Linked DNA regions of Mus musculus: region 2 is linked to region 1. The links are chromatin contacts, called in public HiChIP or PLAC-seq maps. All regions are on one chromosome and are shown on one strand. The core of a region is the stretch at or near the end of the contact, and the rest is flanking DNA. Distances in the headings are between cores, read along the strand shown. Region 1 has its middle 60 kb from the start of Ccl1. Region 2 overlaps Tmem132e (transmembrane protein 132E).

Region 1 (4,753 bases), core at 1,698-4,197:
GGCATACTCTGAGGAGGAAGACCTTGCCTCTTCTTCTAGGCCAGTGTCTCTCAACTGTCTTAATGCTGCAGTTCTTTAATACACAGTTGTTCCTTCTATGGTGACCCCCAACCGTAAGATGATTTTGGACTTCATTGCTGTAAGGTTGTTACTGTTGTGAACTGCAATGTGAATGCCTGTTGGTTACCTAGCTGACTCCTGTGAAAGGGTTGTTCAACCCCCTGAAGTGGTCACAACCCACAGGTTGAGAACTACTGCTCTGGGCCAAGTTGGGTGGCTACCTTAGAATGGCTTTAAATCTCCAGGAGGGAGCTAGGGGAGAGGGGCTGCTTAGGCCTCCAGGCTGTAGGCAGTTTCTGTGCTTAGCTATTCCAGAGGCATATTCATGTGGGTCTCCTGCCAGGCCTATCCTGACACAGTGACGACCCTGTTAATATGAAGGCCACCTCGTGTCATTAATCTGTCCCAAGCACCCTTCAATGATTTACCCCCTCTGTTACACACACACACACACACACACACACACACACACACACACACACTGACCTATAAAGACAAGCAAGCACTGACCTCTTGCCCTTTCTGACCTCTGCCTTATTTTCTGACCTGGTTTCTTGCCAGGCCTCCATGGAGGATCTCCATGTCACCTCTCAGGGCTTTTGTCACAACTGTTGTGTCCTCCTGTAACATGACCATTTTGAGTACTGAATGAGCCTTTCACAGGGCTTCTCTAAGACCATTGGAAAACACAGATGTTTATGTTACGAGTCACAAGAGTAGCAAAGTTACAGATATGAAGTGGAAACAAAAGTATTTTATGGTTGGAGGTCACCACAGTGTGAGGAGCTATATTAAAGGGCTGGAGTTTTAGGAAGGTCGAGAACCACTGGTTTAAGCCCTCATCATCATGAACATCCGTCTACACTTTGTTGCTTTTTCTCATTGACTGACTATTGTTAGTGCCCACATATACTTGTGTGTGTGATCTAAAAAGAAACGTGCAAATGTGTGTACATATGTATGGAAGCAAGAGGAAAGTTGTGGGTATTGCATTCATCAGGGTTCTAAAGGAACAGGACTGGTTGAATGAAAAACAAAAAGGCACTTATACAGACTGGTTTACAGGCTATGGTCCATGTAGTCTGCCATGGAGGTCTCACCCCCAGAAAGCCTGAAAATCTGGTAGTGGTCAACGCTCTGAAGATGGATGTCTCAGCAGTTCCAGTCAGGCCTTGGAGTCCTGGAGGATCCCTAAAGAGCTGCCAGTCTCCAGTCTACATTGGGATCCAAAGTCTTTAGTTCAGATACAGATGAAAGGATCTCTCAGGATAAACGTTCTTGCAGTGAGAATGGGAGCAAGCAAGCAAAAAGCAAGGCTTCCCTCTTCCAAGTTCTTTCATGTAGGCTGCCCCCGAAAATGTTGAATGTAATGCATAAACAGTTACAATGGGTGAATTTCTTGTGTTGATCACATCTCAATCATGCCATTTAAGAAGTTCCTGAATGGAGGCTCCTCATGGAGTTTTCTTAGAGGTACTGGAAAAAGGTGGTAGTGTGCAGAGAGAATCTGTGGGCCTCTGCTTTCTTCCTTCTGACTGCCAGGATGGACAAAGTGGGTCCCTCTGCTTCCAGAGTGTGTGCAGCTTAACTGGCACCCCAGTTATGGATGGAGCCCTGTGAGCCCTAGTAGAGAGACCTCCCGGGGCCAGACCTGCACTAAGCATAGAGAGGGAGATATGGCGGGTGGCAGAAGATAGGCGGGTGCCCAGCAAGAAAGATCTGGAGTCAGCAAAGGCTTCGGGGAGACAGAAGGGCAGCCAAGGGAAGAAATGCAGGCTGTGGAGAGCCCCAGGACCGCCAGAGGGAATGAGAAGGGCATTTCACAAATACACCAGGGCAAGAGAGATACTTGAAAGCTGCCTGGCCCATTAATAAATGAGAAGGGAAATAAAATTAATGATGATGATAAAAACGGCTGAGCCGCTGAAGTGCTTTGTAAAATTGGTCTTTAACAAGGAAAAGAAGAAAAAAAAAATTCCGAGGGATGGGTAATTGGAAATGGACAGGAGCCTTGTCTGTAGAGCTGATGAAGGGGAGGGGTGGATTCTTAGAACAATTGGGTCATGTCTGTGGGCTTCAAACCGCCCTGGCCGGATATAGACCTTGGATCTGGAGAGAATTAGTTGATGAAGTTATTAAATCCTTGGCAGGTATTTTAACTATATGCATTTTGGGGGCGGGTTTGGAGGTAGCAAGGCCTTGAAGATTCCTAACACACACATACACACACACACACACACACACACACACACACACACACACAGAGACAGAGAGACAGAGACAGACAGAGACAGAGACAGAGACAGAGACAGAAAGAGCGCTGGACAGACAGACAGAGACAGAGAGGGAGACAGACACACAGAGAGAATCCACAGTTGAGCCTCAAAAACACGCAAAAGGAAAGTAGCCAATATGTTGCCCATGTTGAGGTCCTGTGTTGGCCCTTGCACCATGCTGGGTGCCTTACAGGTATGTTCTTCTAGCTTTTGGGGCACCCCTCACAGCACTGCACAAGGTTATGATAACCCATTTTACATACAAGAACTTGGAGGATCAGAGAGTTCATGTGTTGCCTTAGTTATTCAACTTGCCAATGGGGGTGGGGTGGGGGGAGCATGATTGGAACCCATGCATTTCTGATCCCAATAAAGGCTCTTTTGTATTATCCAGCTATACTGGCTAACTCTCAGTATCTGGTTCCAGGCTTTATGGAGAGAGAGTCTCCTACCTGCCAGCCACCTCCTTCTAGTCACACCTCTGCCCCAAAGCGTTGGTGTTTTTAATGGCACTGACTGACTCGAGGTTCAGAGGGAAGGTTTCAGAGTTTCCACACTGAGGAGAAAGAAGTGGGTAGAGGTTGACCAGCAATGACACTCTCAGGAGGGTGGGGACAGGAAAGAGTCACCAGCAGGAAGAGACACTGGTCTGTCCCCACCCCCACGTCACCCTTACCTAGAGCGAGCAGGTGTCCAAAGTTGACTTTACTCTGTTCCTCAGCCTTAGCTCTGACCCTCAGCTTGCCTTCTGGGCTGTCACTCAAGGGCTCACATCATTTCCTGTCCCTGCTGCTGGGTAGTTAATGCAGGTGTTCCTTTTACTGGGTCAGGGTGAAGTTGAATAAAGTGTGTAGAACTGAACAGTTCTGATCCCATCCCTCCCGGGGCCTCATCACTCTGGGGTCCTGTGCCGTGTGATGGGAACCCCACGTGGTCAGTCAAAACCTTGGTCCCTTCTCTGAGCACCCTACCTGCTCCCTTCTATGGCTCTGCTGTGTGAGGACCAGGCTTCCAGGCTTCCCCACTGGGCTTTTCAAGTCCTGGTCTGCAATATATTAGCAATGCCACACAAACATGGGCATGACGTGGGTTTATGTGGCCAGGCATCCCTCTTGTTCCCCTTCACTGCTGTGCGATGCCTATGTCCTGGCCAGCCCACCGTCTGGGGTAGAGGATAGGAGCTCCAGCTCCATCCTCTAAAGTAGTGGTCCTCAGTCTTCCTAATGCTGCAACTCTAATATAGCTCCTCACATCATGGTGACCCCCAACCACAAAAACCATACAATTATTTTTGTTGCTCCTTCATAGCTATAATTTTGCTTCTTGTTATGAGTCCTAATGTAAACAATATGTTTTCTGGTGGTCTTAAGCCACCCCTAGGATAGAGTTATTTGATCCTCTCCAAGGGACTGTGAGCTCTCTCAAGTGAGAGAGGCTGAGAGGATCTCTCAAGTGGTTGAGAACCACTGCTTTAGTGGGGGGGGGGGGGACGGGGCTGCTTAGCTACTGTGGCCCAGTGGATAATTGCACAGCTGAATTTAGATCAGTTCCAAGTCAGCTTGGTTGAATATACCCTAGATACCAAATACTCATTGATACAAACCACTGGGGACTTGTGGTTGTTTTGTATCAGCAGCCAACTGATAAATAGTCATGTGCATAGTGTGCCCTCATAGCTCCCACAGTCATGCACATAGTGTGCCCTCCCAGCTCCTCAGTAAAACCTCTTTTCACTTCAAGTTTATTAACCTGGAAACAAATGAGCATCCCCTTCCCTGTCAGGCAGGATGCATGCAGAAGTTTGAATTTCTGTCTTCGAGGAGCTTTGCCTCGGCGAAACAGGGAAGCAAACATGAGTGTAAACAAGGAAGTTGTTGAAGGTGTCCTGGAGGAAAAGTTCCCTGAGGCAGGCCTTGGAGGAGGTAGCAGCAGCCAAGACAGGAAGTACAGCCTGGATGGACCTGGGAGCGCAAAGTGAGGGTGATGTGTTCAGAGGCAAAGCCCAGGTCTAGCCTTGACATTTCGAAAGCTCCTACCAAATGTTGCTTGCTTGTTTGTTTAAAAGGCGTTGGCCAGGCACTTGATGAACTGGGACACTCCATTAAATGGAAAAGTGGCCTAAGATGTGATAAAACTCAAAGAAACTGAAGGGATAAAAGACTCCCCGTGTTACTGCCGAGGCAATAAACAGCTTAATCCAGGCCCGCCAAGGCGCAAAGGTAATTACACACCCACACCTGCTCCTGAAGCCAGGCCAGGTCCAGAGCGGCCCCAGCCGAGCTGGAGGGGATGCAAAGTGGAAGGAGCCTCAGTTTGGGTCTTTCTGACTGGCACAACCCTCACTCCACTGTCCCTGCCTTCTCCTGAGACACAGACCTCCTGGTTTCTCCTGCTCTCTGGCTGTTCCAATTGCTGCT
Region 2 (5,273 bases), core at 1,478-3,977, 180 kb before region 1:
GAACTCTTTCCCTTGTTGCTATCTTCGGCACAAGGTGATTCTGTCTTGTCTTTGTCTTCTGATGGGGTCATGAGCTCTACTATATCCTCCTAGTTCATACAACCAAAATCTGAATGCAGCTGTTTGCAGAGCAGGTCTCTCAAGAGGCTCTAAAGTATTGTGAAGCTGTGGGGCCAGTGTGGCAGATATTGTCATAACGAGACTTTGTAGGGAGACAGCATACACATGTGCACACACACATACAGAGGCAAGATTACATGAGACAGGAGAGACCAGCAGGAAGAGCCCCTCACTGCTCTAGATTCTGCCCACAGGATCTCCTTTGTCTGCCTTTAGAACTGTGTCACGACATCTCAGGTGCCCAGGCCACTCACCGGCTGCACCTTATCATGGTGTCCCTGGCAATGAAGACTTGAGAACTGGCTGTTTCTGCCCTCACAGCCTGTTTCCTCTAGCAGTGGACTGTAGCATGTGAGGGAGGGAGAAAACAGGCTGCGACTGTCCAGCTTCTGCACATGGGATGATGGCCACCTGAGGCCATCCCAACTCCTTTCCAGACTAACCCTCGAAAGGGATCTTTACCATAAGAGCTGGTTCAGGTCTACCCTCTGCACCACTAGAAGGATGAAGGAATGACAAATGCTGACAAGTGCCTTGCAGGAAGGGCATCCTATCTACTAGGACCCAAGGGAAGGTTTGCACATGGGGTGGGCAGCTCAGAAGGATGCATTTTACTCAAGCTTGGCAAGCCCCAGTTCCCAAAGCTCTTCTTTCCTCTGATCACTCTGTGTAGCTCCAGCTCTGGATCCACTGTCAAGCTGATGATCAAAGGACTCCTACATTAGCTACTTCTGTGATTATCTCCCTGGGACCAGAGGATGCTGGATCACATGCCAGTTGGCCTGCATAGAGTTACCACAAACCACTTCCACCATCACACCCATGAGCCCATGTTTTGCTGCATATGCCTTTGCATCTGAGCTAGGATACGACAGACAGGGCCTGGACTGGCTTTGTGCAGTGCAGTGAGGCTCCCAGTGGATGCCCGACAGAAGTCTCACTCTCCTGTATGATGCTGAGGAGGAGGTAGGAGTTATCTCCCTCTTCATTTCAGACTGACCTTAGGCACATGGGATGACCATCTCTTTGGACACAGAGGCTAACCCTTTCTTCTTTATTGAATGCATAAATAAATCTTCCAGGAAGCTCAGGGTTGGAGGCATTGGCTACCTCCTTGCATCTAATCAGGACCAGATGCCTCCTGCCTCTACCTCTAATTGTCCCTAAATTAAAACTAATCACTTTCAAAAACAAAGTGTCATTAAGCCTTGGTGAGTTTGAGGCAGTAGAGCCCAGCTGTGCTCATGGGTGCTGGTCTGTGTGCTAGGAGATGTGTATGTGTGTGTGTGTGTGTGTGTGTGTGTGTGTGTGTGTGTGTGCGCGCGCGCGTTTTCTGAGTTAAAATGAAAAATAAGAACAGGCAGGGCCTTGAGACCCAGGCAGGCCAGTAAGCTAGGATCCCAAAGGAGAGTTCTGGACATCTATGTCCACCCTCACCCTGGATACATGTAGTTGGCATCACAGATTTTTTAATAAAAAGAAGGTAAGGGCACCAAAGAGGCAGATTCTCATGGTCTATGGGCAGTAAAGATGACAGTTTATGATGACAAATATCCAGAGCTCATCACAGTTCCTGGTCTAAAGTGCCAAAGAGAGCCTGTCGGTCAGACCTGTGAGTGGATTCATGCATGGATGAACAAATGAGCGGAGGCAAGAACCAGTACTGAAGCAGGTGATGAGCTTCCTAGGGGCCATGTGTTCCATGTTCAGGGTTCAGCCTGGTGCCTATCTCCAACCCTATGCTGTAAAGCTGGCGTGGAAGAGAGCTCTGTCCGCAGGGAGGATTGAGCCCAGACCTGCTCTCTCTGGGTTGAGCAGTTAGCTTGGTATGCGGTTTTCTGCCCTCTGTGACCTATGTCCCAGCAGGCAAAAGGAAATAGCCAATGGCAAGGGGTGACTCCACACGCAGACTGCTATGGGGAGAACTTTGCTTTGGAGAAAGATCTTTCAGCAAATTAAGTAAATAAATAAACAGCATCCACTGTTTGCAAGGAGTTAAAGGCACTGCTGCCTTGCTCCACAGGAACAGTGTCAACCACACAAACTGTCTAGGAAGCAATTCCAAAGTATGTATACTGACCCTTCCTCCTCCCGGGCTCAGGATGAAACAAAGGGCCTGAGCCTAGTGTGTGTTAGGCAGCTGCCTGCCACTGAGCAACATTCTAGCCTCAAAATGTGTTATCAAGGGACTGGGGATGCCACTCACAGACCAGCTTAGCACAAGCAAGGCACTGGGTTCGATCCTCAATAACATGTACACACACATACACACTCACTCACTCACTCACATACTCACGCACATGCAAACATGTACACCCCCAATCATACATATATAAATTATCATATACAACTTGGTCATATACTTATATACAGTCACATAATCATACATATGCACACATATGATCACACACAGACACACATACACAATTTATACACACACATCATGAACACACATGATCATGCACACATACTCACATGATCATACACTCATACACAAGCACGCACATAATCACACACACAGACAACATACACACAACCACACACACATGATCATGCACACACACACTTTAAAGGACTTGAAACTACTCACATCCTTTTTCTTAGCAAACCCTCCCTTGACAATCAGAAGCAGGACCATGATGAGATTTAACGCAGAAAGAGGCTTGCAGCCAAAAGGACAGGAATGTCAACTTAAAATGTCTGAAAGGAGGGTTGAGTTAGAAATGCAAATGTATGGAAATAGATACCTGGATCGTGTGTGTGTGTGTGCGTGTGCGTGTGCGTGTGCGTGTGTGTGTGTGTGTGTGTGTGTGTGTGTGTTTGTGAGTGATGTTTGCAAAGGGGCTGTTATTCAGAGAAAATGCTCAAGATGAGAAAGGCTGACCAGGAATGTGAGGTTTGTCAGCAGATGTAAATGGACCAGAGAGGGGATGTGTCGAGGCACCAGTGTGGCATCCTAGGAGGGGTTATGGGTGATGCCATTTCTTTTACTTTTTTATTCTTTGATGTATTTCCCAGTTGTTTACAATGAACACACGTGGCTTCTAAAATTGAAATACCCCTTTTAAATGAAGCAAAGTGGTAGAAGCTGTTCTAGAGGACTTACAAAAAGGAAGGGGAAAAGAACGTGTGTAACTTTGGTGCTGTGCAAACTCATAGTTACATAACAACTCTGACACTTCCAGCTGTGTGACCTTTGGCAAGTTGCTTAACTTCTCTGAGCCTCCACTTCTTACATCTCTGTAAAATGAGAGTCACAGTCTGTTTCACAAAGCTGTCTTAAATAAATTGGTGTCCTTAGGGATGGAGCTGGTTCACACACACATTTCCTCCTGCATTTACTCATCGACATTCATTGGTTTCTTAGCTCGGGAGGAAGGAAAAGCTGACCGACCCTGTTTCCTCCGTACTTAGAGCACTGTTTGGCCAATGGCAAGCATTCTGTCAACTTCTGTTAGGTTAAATGGGAGAAGTTAAGAGGTGACAGGTGCATAATGCAGGGTCCCAAGAGGCCCAGAGGCTGGGAGGAGTACCAGCTGTTGGGGCCCTAGCAGCCAGCCAGGAGGTCCTGCCAGTGGCCTGCTGTGTGACCTATGTCAGGGCCAATCCTCTCTCTGGAGGTAAGTCCTGATGCGCTTGCCACAAGGGTGAGCCAAGGAGGCTTGTTCCAAAGTAGAGCTCAGTGAGATAAAAGCAATGACAGCTGGGTCCCCTTCCTCCCAGCATGGTTTCTCTGTGTCTGGAGTAAAGATTGGTTCAAGCCCAGGAACAAAGTAACTCCAGCTTTGCTTACCCACCCAGTGATTAGCACAGGGCTGCTTCTGGAGGTTTGTGAGTCGTGCAAAGATGCCATTTCTAGAGTTGTGTTCCATACAGACTGGGGTGTGTGGAGAAAGAAAGACTGCCGAAGCTTCCAGCATCCCACAGCCCCCAGATGCCATCAGTAGCCTCTCTGCACCCCTAAATCTGGAGGTGGCCTCAAAGACTACCACTCCTGAGCCCCCCACCCCACGCTGGCAAGAACTGAGCCCCCTACCCCACGCTGGCAAGAACCCAGTGCTTCAGAGCGTCCTGGATTGGGGGATGGATGACAGGTTCTGCTCTCTGCTGCTCTGGCCTTTTCAGGAACCACCACCCATCTGCTGGGGAGCACCCATCTCTCCACTAAAAGGGCGTCAAGAAGAGGGCATATGTCAGGAGGGCTGTGGACAGTGGTCTCTGCAGTTGTCAGCTGTGTGGCTGAGTAGGGGGCTCTGCACTCCACCTTGGGATCCTTCCCACTCTATAAAATGGAGTGAGAATAGCACCTTTTTCAGGAGGATGCTTCTAATATTCTCATGAAGGATTGCCCACATGGTGTCCCCAGCCTGGCTTGATATTTGAGTGTGATTATCATCTCCATTAACTGCATCCCCCCCCCCCCGTGATCTCAAGGGTCAGGACTCCCCAGTAGCCTTCACTCTAAGGAGCAGCTGCTCTAAGGCTCCAAGGCCAACTACTGAATGCCCTCCCTCCCATGTGGAAGCCCAGCACTAGTGCTCCTGTGCTGACAGTGAGGTTTGTTTTCTGCTTTGGGCAGACCCAGCTTTTTCCTTGATTCCTGGTACCCAGCACAAAGTCTTATACGAGTTTCTTGCTGAATGGAGCACTATAGAAATGAATGAATGAACGAACGAGTGAATGAATGAGTGAATGAATGAATGTGCAGATGGATGGATGAGTGAATGAATGAATGAGTAGATTAATGGGGTGGTTCTGGGAAGCTGTGCCTACAAACACATGTGCATAGTCTCAGGACCCCTGCCAGGCTCCCTGCTATGGCTTCTCTTGGCTCATCAGTCCTGAACTGGTTACTCCTTTTGCTTTTTACCCATAAGCCTCCACCAGCAAGAAGCAGCTGCTCCTTAGAGTGAAGGCTACTGGGGCAGTCCTGACAGGGCGTAGGGAGTGAATGCTTCTAACAGCCAGGAGGAGGACCAGGTACCCAAGGAAAGGTGACCAGGGGCCCACAAAGCTGCTGTAGAGACAGCCCTTGTAAAGTAGAATCAGCTATCTGATGCTGATTTGGGGAACCCAAGGCCCAGTGAGTAGAGACTTGATCACAGTACACAGCCACACAATACCAGAACTAGCACTTTCTGGGTCCCTGTCTG

What was found. HiChIP or PLAC-seq counts read pairs in DNA pulled down with a chosen protein or histone mark.
Region 2: a RAD21 HiChIP or PLAC-seq map of pro-B cells shows a contact between it and region 1, with 4 times the contacts expected there. The contact joins two enhancer-like sites. A contact is called at or near these places in 2 of 15 datasets of contacts at CTCF or cohesin (large pre-B cells and pro-B cells), 3 of 484 Hi-C or Micro-C datasets (embryonic stem cells, liver and stem cell-derived neural stem cells), 3 of 115 datasets of contacts at active chromatin or transcription factors (embryonic stem cells, forebrain and stem cell-derived neural progenitor cells) and 3 of 9 other capture datasets (adipose tissue, embryonic stem cells and liver).

The regions. Positions count from the first base shown.
Region 1 is chr11:82,237,850-82,242,602 of GRCm38.p6, reverse strand. No RefSeq gene overlaps it. Among named protein-coding and RNA genes, the nearest start is that of Ccl1, 60 kb to the right of the region's middle. Within about 2 kb of position 2,947, at least 9 of the 459 cell types and tissues checked have an H3K27ac peak or open chromatin away from gene starts, as enhancers often do. A contact at or near this core is called in pro-B cells, where this site is marked.
Region 2 is chr11:82,420,450-82,425,722 of GRCm38.p6, reverse strand. The region is part of intron 1 of Tmem132e (transmembrane protein 132E); the gene reads right to left. Among named protein-coding and RNA genes, the nearest start is that of Tmem132e, 34 kb to the right of the region's middle. Within about 2 kb of position 2,727, at least 17 of the 459 cell types and tissues checked have an H3K27ac peak or open chromatin away from gene starts, as enhancers often do. A contact at or near this core is called in pro-B cells, where this site is marked.